Regions from separate parts of the Mus musculus genome. Here region 2 is linked to region 1. Evidence: chromatin contacts called from public HiChIP or PLAC-seq data. All regions are on one chromosome and are shown on one strand. The core of a region is the stretch at or near the end of the contact, and the rest is flanking DNA. Distances in the headings are between cores, read along the strand shown. Region 1 has its middle 15 kb from the start of Far1. Region 2 overlaps Spon1 (spondin 1, (f-spondin) extracellular matrix protein).

Region 1 (4,569 bases), core at 1,183-3,682:
GTGTAAATTCATAGGCTATTGGGTAAAAAGTATAGAGCAACTTACTACATTTGCAACTTTACAGTTGATCTAAACTTATTCTAAAAATAATTTAAACATTTTAAGCATGTTCAGAAAAGCAATTTTGGCCAGGGTTGTGTAAGGAAATATTTTTCTATGGGTCATGGGTACCTCCCTGAGCCTCACTATCAGTAACTGGAAAATACCTGGAGTCTAATTTCCCCCCACCCCTCAGAAGTAATTCCCGGCTTACCCAGCAACCTTTGGAATTCAACTTTTAAAGTATGGTTTTGGTATTTGGAGGTCCTTGAAGGGGGCCCCTGAGCATCCTCTTTCTTCGAAGAAATATTCTCTAACTGTAAATCAAATCAGCTGGCATTGGGCCAGTCGCAGCAACCTCAAGTTTTGAGATAGTGCATTTTTCACTAAGAACTGGATTATCCTAGTGCCCAAAGTCAACCCTCTAGGCCAAGGCTCAAAATGAGATCTGTGTCTCCTAGCCCCATTCTGTCACCCTTTCCCTCCCCACTGTTGCTTTAGTCCATTGGTCTTCTAGGCCACCAGCTCTTCCACAAGGGCCTCCAGCCACACCATGCCTGCTGGAGACAACAAAGCTGACTTATGATATTTGGTACCACTATTACTTTTTTAAAAAATAAATTTATCTATTTTCACCATTTTGAAAGACACCCCTTTGATGTTTTCATTAAGTAAAAATCGTGGCATATTCTCAAAATCATAAATATATAAAGGCACAACGCTGACTCCAGAATCTCAGCCTGACCAGTCCTTTAACACATTAACAGAAGTCTCCATCCTATATGACTAATTGTTCTTCAAGCTCCGTTTGTTTTCCTGACCTTTCCCTTATCAGTTGGTAGCTTAAAGCCTGGTAGAACCCGAATTGCTACTTTTCATGGGCGAAACAAGAAGTATGTATTGTGTTTGTATTTCAATTCTTGGATCCTTCTGATATCTAACTTTATTTTTATTTTAACTTTCTGCTGAGCTTCAAGTTCCTTTGGCCAACATGACTCTAAACTGGTAATCAATTTCTTTCAGTAACTAACTGTCACTGGGAAGTTTACCACACAAAAGTACAAGTCCTCTGCTGACAGCTATAGTATATAGCCAGAATAAGAGTTAAGGCTGATAAATGCATACTCTGTCTCCTTCAAAGCCTTTTGGTGGTTACTATAGTAACTATATATAGTAACTATAGCAACTTTCATTTTAAAGAGATTGACTGTCAAAGTAACAGGATGTTTATTAGTAAAGACAAGCGTACACTAATAAATATCTGATTTTTTTCTATTTCTCTTCTGGGATTGGGTAGAGAGTGGAGAATTCCTTCCTTTTACATTGTACATGACCACTTAACCCCTCCTCAAAATGCTCTCTGGAAGCTGTTGTCTCTGCCAGGGCCTTAGCTCAGTTTCCCTAACCATTTTGGTCCTTTTCTGGGTTTGCTCAAGATAGGAAAGGTGAGGGAGAAACTAAGCCAGAGGGGCTGGAGATATGATGCAGCCATTAAGAACATTTATGCTCTTGCAGAAGAGTTGGGTGTGTTTCCCAATATCTCCATAGCAGCCCCCACGCGTCTATAATTCTTATTCCAGGTCATCTGATCCGTTGTCTGGCTTCTGCAAACACAAGGCTTGCCCATGGTGTATGTGTGTCTGTAAATACATGTAGGTAAACATTCAAACACATTCAAGAAAAAAAATTGAAACGAATAAAGAAAGCCCAATGGGAAAGCAAAGGACCATACTGTAGATGTTGCAGTATTATTCCACAGTGCTCTTCACCTAACCCACTTCATGCCTCCTAACTTCTGCGTTACCACTATGGTCCAAAAGGATGGCTAAAGCTAGGGATGTAGTTCAGTTGGCACAGTGCTTTTCCATCTTGCTTGAGACCCTAGTTGTATCCTCAACAACCCCGGAAACGTGGCATCATATTGTATACCTGTAATCCTAGTACTTGGGAGAAATTATGGAAAGACAGAAAAGTCAAGCGTTCACAGTCATCCACACCTACATAGTGAGTTTGAGGTCAGACTATGACACATGGAAGGTTGTCCCTCCACCCCGAATTATAACAGTAATAAAAGAGAAAGAGAAAGACAGAATGAATGAAAGGATGGAAGGAAGGGAAGAGAAGAAGAGGGTGGAAACTAGACTACAGGCATTTTTCATTTGCCTGGTAGTGAGGCTTGGGGATGTACCCATGATGCACCCTTTCTTTTAGTTGAGATAATATGAAAAGAAAGGTGAGGGAGGAAAACTCACTCCAAGATTTCTGACCCAAAGCCAGCAATTTCAGGTTATCGCCCTTTTTCTGCAGCCCTTTCTCTTCTGCAAGAGCATCAATGTTCTTTGTCTCACCCACTTCACGCCTTGTGGTTCTGCCTCTGGCCACACTCCACCACTCCACACCCATCCTGTTCTCTCTTGTACTAGTTCTAGTGGCTTGACTCTGGGTGAGTCACACTGTCATCATTAGTGAAGGAACAAAATTCTATTTGCAAGAGAATGGCATTAAAGAAAGGCACGTTTTAACCCCACAAGCTATAATTCTGTCATTTATCTTGATGGTACTAAAATAGGTATGTACTTGATGTATCTTTTTGGTTTTTGTTTTCTTAGGCAAAGTCTTACTGTATAGACTAGGATGGCCTTAAATTCACAAAGATCTGCCTGCCTCTGCCTCCCCGAGTGCTGGGATTGAAGGCATGAGATACCACGCCTGGATTTGATCCGTGTTTTATTTGTAAATTATTCACACACTACTTATTCATGCTACCTCTTCAATATATTCCAGAGTGAAGATATTTAGGCAAAGTTCAAGGAGAAGATAATCCTGAATATTTAAATTTTGGAGTTGGCAGAATTTATTTGAGATATATATCGAATGGCACTGCCAGTGCTATGATTTAACTCTCTCCTCTCTCTTCTCTATGGACACCTCCCACCGTTGCACTGGGACTTCTGTTTGCTAGGCAAACATCCTATGACTGAACTACAGCCCTGTCATTCCTATATTTTGAGTATTGAACACCTGTCAAAGGTCTATGTGTTAAAAGACTTGATCCAGGGCAAGCAGAATATTATAAAATTATATGCCTGTGAAATCCTGACAACCTTAACTTGACCTTTGGAACCCACAGTAGAATAGATCCAACTCCTAAAAGTTGTCCTTTCACTTACACACGTCTTGATTTCCAGCCTGTAGTGATTCTGGGAGGTGGGACACTTTATAGGAGCTGAGGCTTAGTAGAAAGATGGTCACTGGGGACATGACCTTGAAAGGGGACACTGGGACCATGGATCTGCATGCCTTTTGCTTTTCTGTCATTGTGATGACACAAGGCCTCCTCTGCCATCTATTCAAACCTTTGGCCTCACCACCAAAGTAATCATGAACTGCAACTTCCACAGCCATGATCTAAAATAAGCCCTTTCTCTCTTAAATAACTTTTATGTGTGATAGTGGGGAACAAAACTCAGGGCTTCACATATGCTGAGCTAGTGCTATACCACTGAGCTATAACCTAGGGTACCCTTTTAAAAGTTAACTTTTTAGGTGTTTTGTATAACTGGTGTCACTTAAAGCTCAATTTGATTTCTACTTAATGATAAAACATTTTTTTAAATAAAAATTGAGAGCTCAGAAACTCTCACAGCTTTCTTCCCGTGCATGACCTGTAGGGATAGAATCTTTACGTAGCGAGTCTGGAGATACAGAAGATCAGTGGCTGAGTCTGTCGATGCACACCTTCAGTTTTGCAGCAGACTGCCATGTTGCTCTGCAGAGTGCAATTAGTGCCTTTGCAAAGAGCAATATGCTACGGTGAAAGCAGTTTATGAAAGAGTTCCTGTTTCGTCACCCTTCCTGAACCTTTGTGTTACTTGTCTATACTGGAGACTTCTCCCCTCAGCAGTCAGGTCTTCACTTTAACTGTTAGATGAGAAACCCTAACCCACCTCATAGTACAGAGGTTTGATTCCTTTTACCAATTGACCAATAATTAGGCATGATTTAACTGCAATAATTAGGTATGCATTTAACTGCAATAATTAGTATGTATTTAACTGCTTTTTCCCCTGATCCCTAGTCAGTGGTTGAATCAAATAAAGTCAAAACACTGTCACTGAGACCCCATTTAGTTCTAATATACAAGTACAGTACCTTAGATACAATAGAAGTGAGCCCACAGTAAATATTTGCTTGGTGATCAGAAGGAAGTTGGCACTGTGTGGTCATATCACCTAGCAGAAATACAACCTAGTGTGCCTCTTAGTCTCCCACTCCTCTGTGTGTCTCTCTGTGTGTCTCTCTGTCTCTGTGTGTATGTCTCTGTCTCTTTCTGTCTCTCTGTCTCTGTCTCTCTGCCTCTGTCTCTCTGTCTCTCTCTGTCTCTCTCTGTCTCTGTCTCTCTGTCTCTCTCCTCTTCCATATTTGGCCAGGTTTCATCAGTTCTCACCGTCTTAGCTTTACTATCCTTGGCCTCCTGGCATTGCCATTACCACTGTTACCAAATCATGACCATCTAAATCTCTGCCCTGG
Region 2 (4,569 bases), core at 735-3,234, 520 kb after region 1:
ATTTCTCAGGAGACAGCATCTTGTTACTCAGATCTAGCCTCTTGGGCTTATGTCGATGTTGTGAACTGGCTCATTCTCACCATGATTTGAAGATTTTCAGCACTTGAAAATTTTAAGTTCGAGCTAGGCTGTCTGGTATATATTCTATGGAGGCTATAGAATGTTCTGAAAGAAAATCTCTCATGATGCAATGTTAAAGAAAAGGGTAAAAGGCAGGGTGCAAGGTAAGATTCCGTACAATGAGGGCTTTGTGAGGGAAGGTATATATAGTCCACACAAGCACGCCCATTGTTGCATATGCATAATACGAGGCCTGGAAAGATGCATATGAAGCTGTGACGTTCTGGGGGAGGAGAAGGAGACAAAGGCAGGGTAGATGCTGAAGCAGGATGCACTCAACATTTACATCGTATGCTCCCGAGATGCCGAAAATGTTCCACAATAAGTGCATGCTATTGGGGATTAGGGGGGAGTGCGGGGGTGGGGGATCCATGTGGTCCAAGCACGGTAAAGAAGACATGTCCATGGAGAGCTGCTGATGGCTCAGGGTGGGGAATAGCTCGGCCAGATTTGTGGATATGAATGCAGAGGGTATTGGGTCCTGTCTGGGACGAGTGGCAAGAGATAGAGGGAGCTGGCAATGTTCCTCAGATGCTCAGGTATCTAGTGTGTGTGACTTGGGTACAGATGGGCCCTCTGGAGTGGATCCAGAGGCCGAGGAGGGCCCCATGAGGACATCGTAGGAGATGCAGAGCCGGCCCGTCTTGTGTCTTGACTCTGTGGTGGACAGCGCCTGTTAGCCCCTCCCCAAAAGACACATTGTAAACAAACACACAAATCCTCTAGGATAAATGGAACCACTCAGGAGGCCAGGACATGCTTTTCCTGAAGACCTGTGTGTGCATGTGGTTGTCTTCACTCCTGAGTGTGTGGTTGTCTACAGTCCCAGTGATTCCTTCCTCCACACACGCAGCCTAAGGAAAGCAGAAAGAGGCTGTGAACTCAGTCTTTGTCCCACCTCCTGCCCTTCTGCTCACCCAACCCAAGCCACCAGAGGTCCAGACTGAGTTGGCTCTAGATAAAGCCCCACTTCCTCTCAGAGGCCTATGCATGACCCTTCCCCGTTTGTAGTCAAGGTCCTCAGATAGAGGAAGGTTTTTATAATGTTTGTCTGGGGGACTCCTCTGGTTCCATACTTTCAGCTTTCATAGTGACTGCTCTTGGAGTCCCAGGGAGATGTTCACCAATAAATTCTAGGCACCTACTGCTGAGTATGGCTCTGAGGTCTGGGGAGTAGCTATGGGGCAGCCAAGCAAGGCTCTGCCCCCATCCCCACCCCCATCCCCACCCCCATCCCAACCTGGAGCTCTGTACAGTTATCAGCCCAGCTCTTCCCCGCCTCAGTTGGTGACATTGTATTTTCCCTATGTGTTATGGTTGATAGTGTCTGAGCTACTGGGCCCAAGCCAGGGGTAGGCAGCTACTGGAGCCAGCCAACTCCAGTCAGAGGAGATCTCCATTAAGGATGAATCTGAGCTATGCAAACTGCTCCTGACACCCTTCACTGGAAGTGTAACCAAGAGTAAAAATCCAACTGAATCTCAGTGTCAAGTCAAGCAAGATCCGTAGGATTCCGATCTTTGTCTCATGATGACCACATAATGTTTGCCTTCAAAATATTCATTCTCAAATTCTTTCTCAGAAGTTATTTGAGGTGCCCCATAACTTAATGATGGTCTATACACTGTCTAATCAAAATAGAGCAGAAGCCACAAAGGGACTAGGTCGGAGGGCTTTGTTCTGACCTCCTTGTCTGGGGGGAAAGGGTCTCTACAGCAGGAGAGTGGCTCAGGGTGACAAGTACTCTGGTTGAAGGGTTGGCTGCCTTACAGAGTTGGATGACGAGTGTTGGCCTGGTCTCTGTGTCTGAACCCTAAGCTTGTGACTCAGCCCTTTATGCTGAACAAATAGGGAAGTCTAGCCAATAGAGGTGAACTCTGGGTCACAGCTCGATCTCGTGGGGGATGGGCTAGACTAAAGAACCAAGGTGTGACTGAGTGGGATTATCCATAGCCAGACTAGGAACACTCAGTGCCACCTCCTAGTGTAGCTGGCATGAAATGGCTCACAGCACATGAAGAAATAAAAAGGGAACAGACAACCGTCACCGTGCTAAATTCCTCCTGTTGCCAGAAGCCCAGCTCTCTACATTAACCATGTGTGGTTCTCTTGCAGAGTGATGAAGTCCTCACTGTCATCAAAGCCAAAGCCCAGTGGCCAGCCTGGCAGCCTGTCAATGTGTAAGTAGCAAACAGACACTTGTCCTCCCTGTCTCATCCTAGCCTTGTCCTAGAAGCCACTTAGCTCATGGTCACTTAATATTGGTTGTGCCATTAAAGTTAGCAATAACTCTCAGATGAGCAAGCCAAGGAAGTATTGCCCATGTGGGAAACCTTGTCTTCTTGGGACTACAGGTTTGGCCTCTGCTTCACCAGTTCCTCCATCCACCACAGAAGACCCAACTGATTAACCATGGCATGTTCTCTTGAGCTCACTCTAAGCGATCCTGATTCATGGGAAACCACATCTGTACTGGTCTCAGTTCTCAGACCCTCTCTTGTCTCTGTCAGCTATGTCCCTTGAAGAGTTTATCTGCCCTGAAGACTTTGATGGTCCAAGGGGATGCTGCCAGTTTCAAACTATCATAATCCCAGATGGGTGGGTAGATGACCAATTATAGATACTAGATGATGGATGGATTAGACATATAGATAGACAGACAGACAGACAGACAGATAGATAGATAGATAGATAGATAGGATTGATAGGATAGAGGGAGGAGAGAGAGAGAGAGAGAGAGAGAGAGATCAGTTTGAGGAGTACCTTTCCATAGATGGCCCTTATTGAACTTAAACTCCTCGTTTCCAAAATGGAACTCCTCACATTGTCTTCACCCTATTCTTAACTGTGCATGTTGGGTAGTGCGTGCCTTAAGTCCCAGCACTTGGGAGCCAGAAACAGATGGATCTCTTTGAGTTTGAAGCCAGCCTGGTCTACGTAGCTAAGTTCTAGGTTAAGTGGGGCTATACAGTAAGATACTATTTAAAAAGAAAAATCACCAACAAACAAGGAACTCTACTCCTCTTTGTGCGGGAAAACATCTGAGGTGCAGTGGCTCACAAAGCCTTGCGCGGTCTCCTCACTCTTCCGAAAGCCGGTCATTACCTGGCTCCCCCCCCCCCCACCCCCAGCTAGTCAAGCGAGCACCAACCTTTCCTTCCTAACCTGCTTCAGCGCATTCCATAGTTTCCCATAATCCAATTCGTCAACTATGCTGTTATAGGTGATCTGTTAGGAATCCAGACCTGCTGTGTTCCCTCTTCTTAGCATCTTCCTATCCCCAAAATGTGCATTCAGGAAGGGAGGGGTGTCTTTCCCAATCAACATCCACAAGAGCCCAGGTACCTCAGCGGGTACTGAGAGGAATTCTCTCTGTCTCCTCTCATGGTGACCCTGATAAAGTTGTGCCCCCTCTGTGACGGGCCCGCATTTGAGGGCATTGGTCCATTTGAGAGCAGAACAGGAATATCGGACATATCCAGATGACGGGCCCTAACCCACCTCCTCCCTTCATAACAAGATTCCTCAGACTCATTTTCTCACTTTCTAACACACTTCTTTCTTCTAGTCAAGCTTTTAATCAGCCTGAAATTAATAGCATAATATCAGTAATAAATTGACTCTTGTCTCACAATGACAGGAAACAAAATCCGACCTCCGCTTTACCCCGAATCCGTCAAGCAATGACAACCTAAACACTTCATTGATTCAGTCTATACTTATTAAGATCCGAAGAATGGCTCCATCGAGGGGGATGGGGATACTGTGGTGAACGGAACTCTTCCCGGGGGCCTGCAGTTCAGTGGGGAAAGATATTTAGCGAACGTAACCTATATGTAAGGGAAAGTCCTGGCTAGGTCAGGATGAAGAGGAGGATAGCACTTTCAAAGCGTTAAAAGGCTTCTAGTTTCTGCGTAACTAGATGCAGAAATCAAAGATGAGCCCTTGTGTGGAGCCAAGTTATGCAACATGAAAAATTTAAGAGTGGTAGGGTGGTCAGGAGGTTGGAGTAGGAGAAACATGGTCAAGGGACATTATATAGTTGTGTGACAATAGCCTTGTGACATCCAGTCCTCTGTACCAACAGAAGAAAAAGCTTGTTTTCATTTTTATTTTAAAACACTTATTGAAGAGTTTTCAGCAGAAGACTGTGATCAGACAGCATTTGAAAATCAAAAGGCAATAGCCATGTCAAGGTTCCGATATGAAACGCTGAATTAGGTGGGAAGTGCAGGCAGGCAGCTGCACAGAGCCAGGAGAGAGGTGTGGGCCACTTCTGAAGGGAGGGTGGGTAGGAGCGGGGAGCAGACAGGTGCAGAGGTGAGCAGTAGCCCGTCAGGCTGACAGCTGTGGAGACAGACTGAGGGGGAAGTGAGGGAGGCAGAATGGTCAAATGCTTCTCAGGTGTGGAGCTGGCCCAGTCATGGAACTGGGAACCCTGCCATGACT

Evidence for each region. HiChIP or PLAC-seq counts read pairs in DNA pulled down with a chosen protein or histone mark.
Region 2: a contact with region 1 is called in an HNF4G HiChIP or PLAC-seq map of pancreatic cancer cells. The contact joins two enhancer-like sites. A contact is called at or near these places in 2 of 484 Hi-C or Micro-C datasets (cortical neurons and urothelial organoids) and 1 of 115 datasets of contacts at active chromatin or transcription factors (pancreatic cancer cells).

What each region holds. Positions count from the first base shown.
Region 1 is chr7:113,496,154-113,500,722 of GRCm38.p6, forward strand. No RefSeq gene overlaps it. Among named protein-coding and RNA genes, the nearest start is that of Far1, 15 kb to the right of the region's middle. Within about 2 kb of position 2,433, at least 22 of the 459 cell types and tissues checked have an H3K27ac peak or open chromatin away from gene starts, as enhancers often do. A contact at or near this core is called in pancreatic cancer cells, where this site is marked.
Region 2 is chr7:114,014,492-114,019,060 of GRCm38.p6, forward strand. Spon1 (spondin 1, (f-spondin) extracellular matrix protein) reads left to right here. Exons shown (of 16, transcript NM_145584.2): 7 at 2,236-2,300. Among named protein-coding and RNA genes, the nearest start is that of Gm51454, 20 kb to the right of the region's middle. Within about 2 kb of position 1,985, at least 22 of the 459 cell types and tissues checked have an H3K27ac peak or open chromatin away from gene starts, as enhancers often do. A contact at or near this core is called in pancreatic cancer cells, where this site is marked.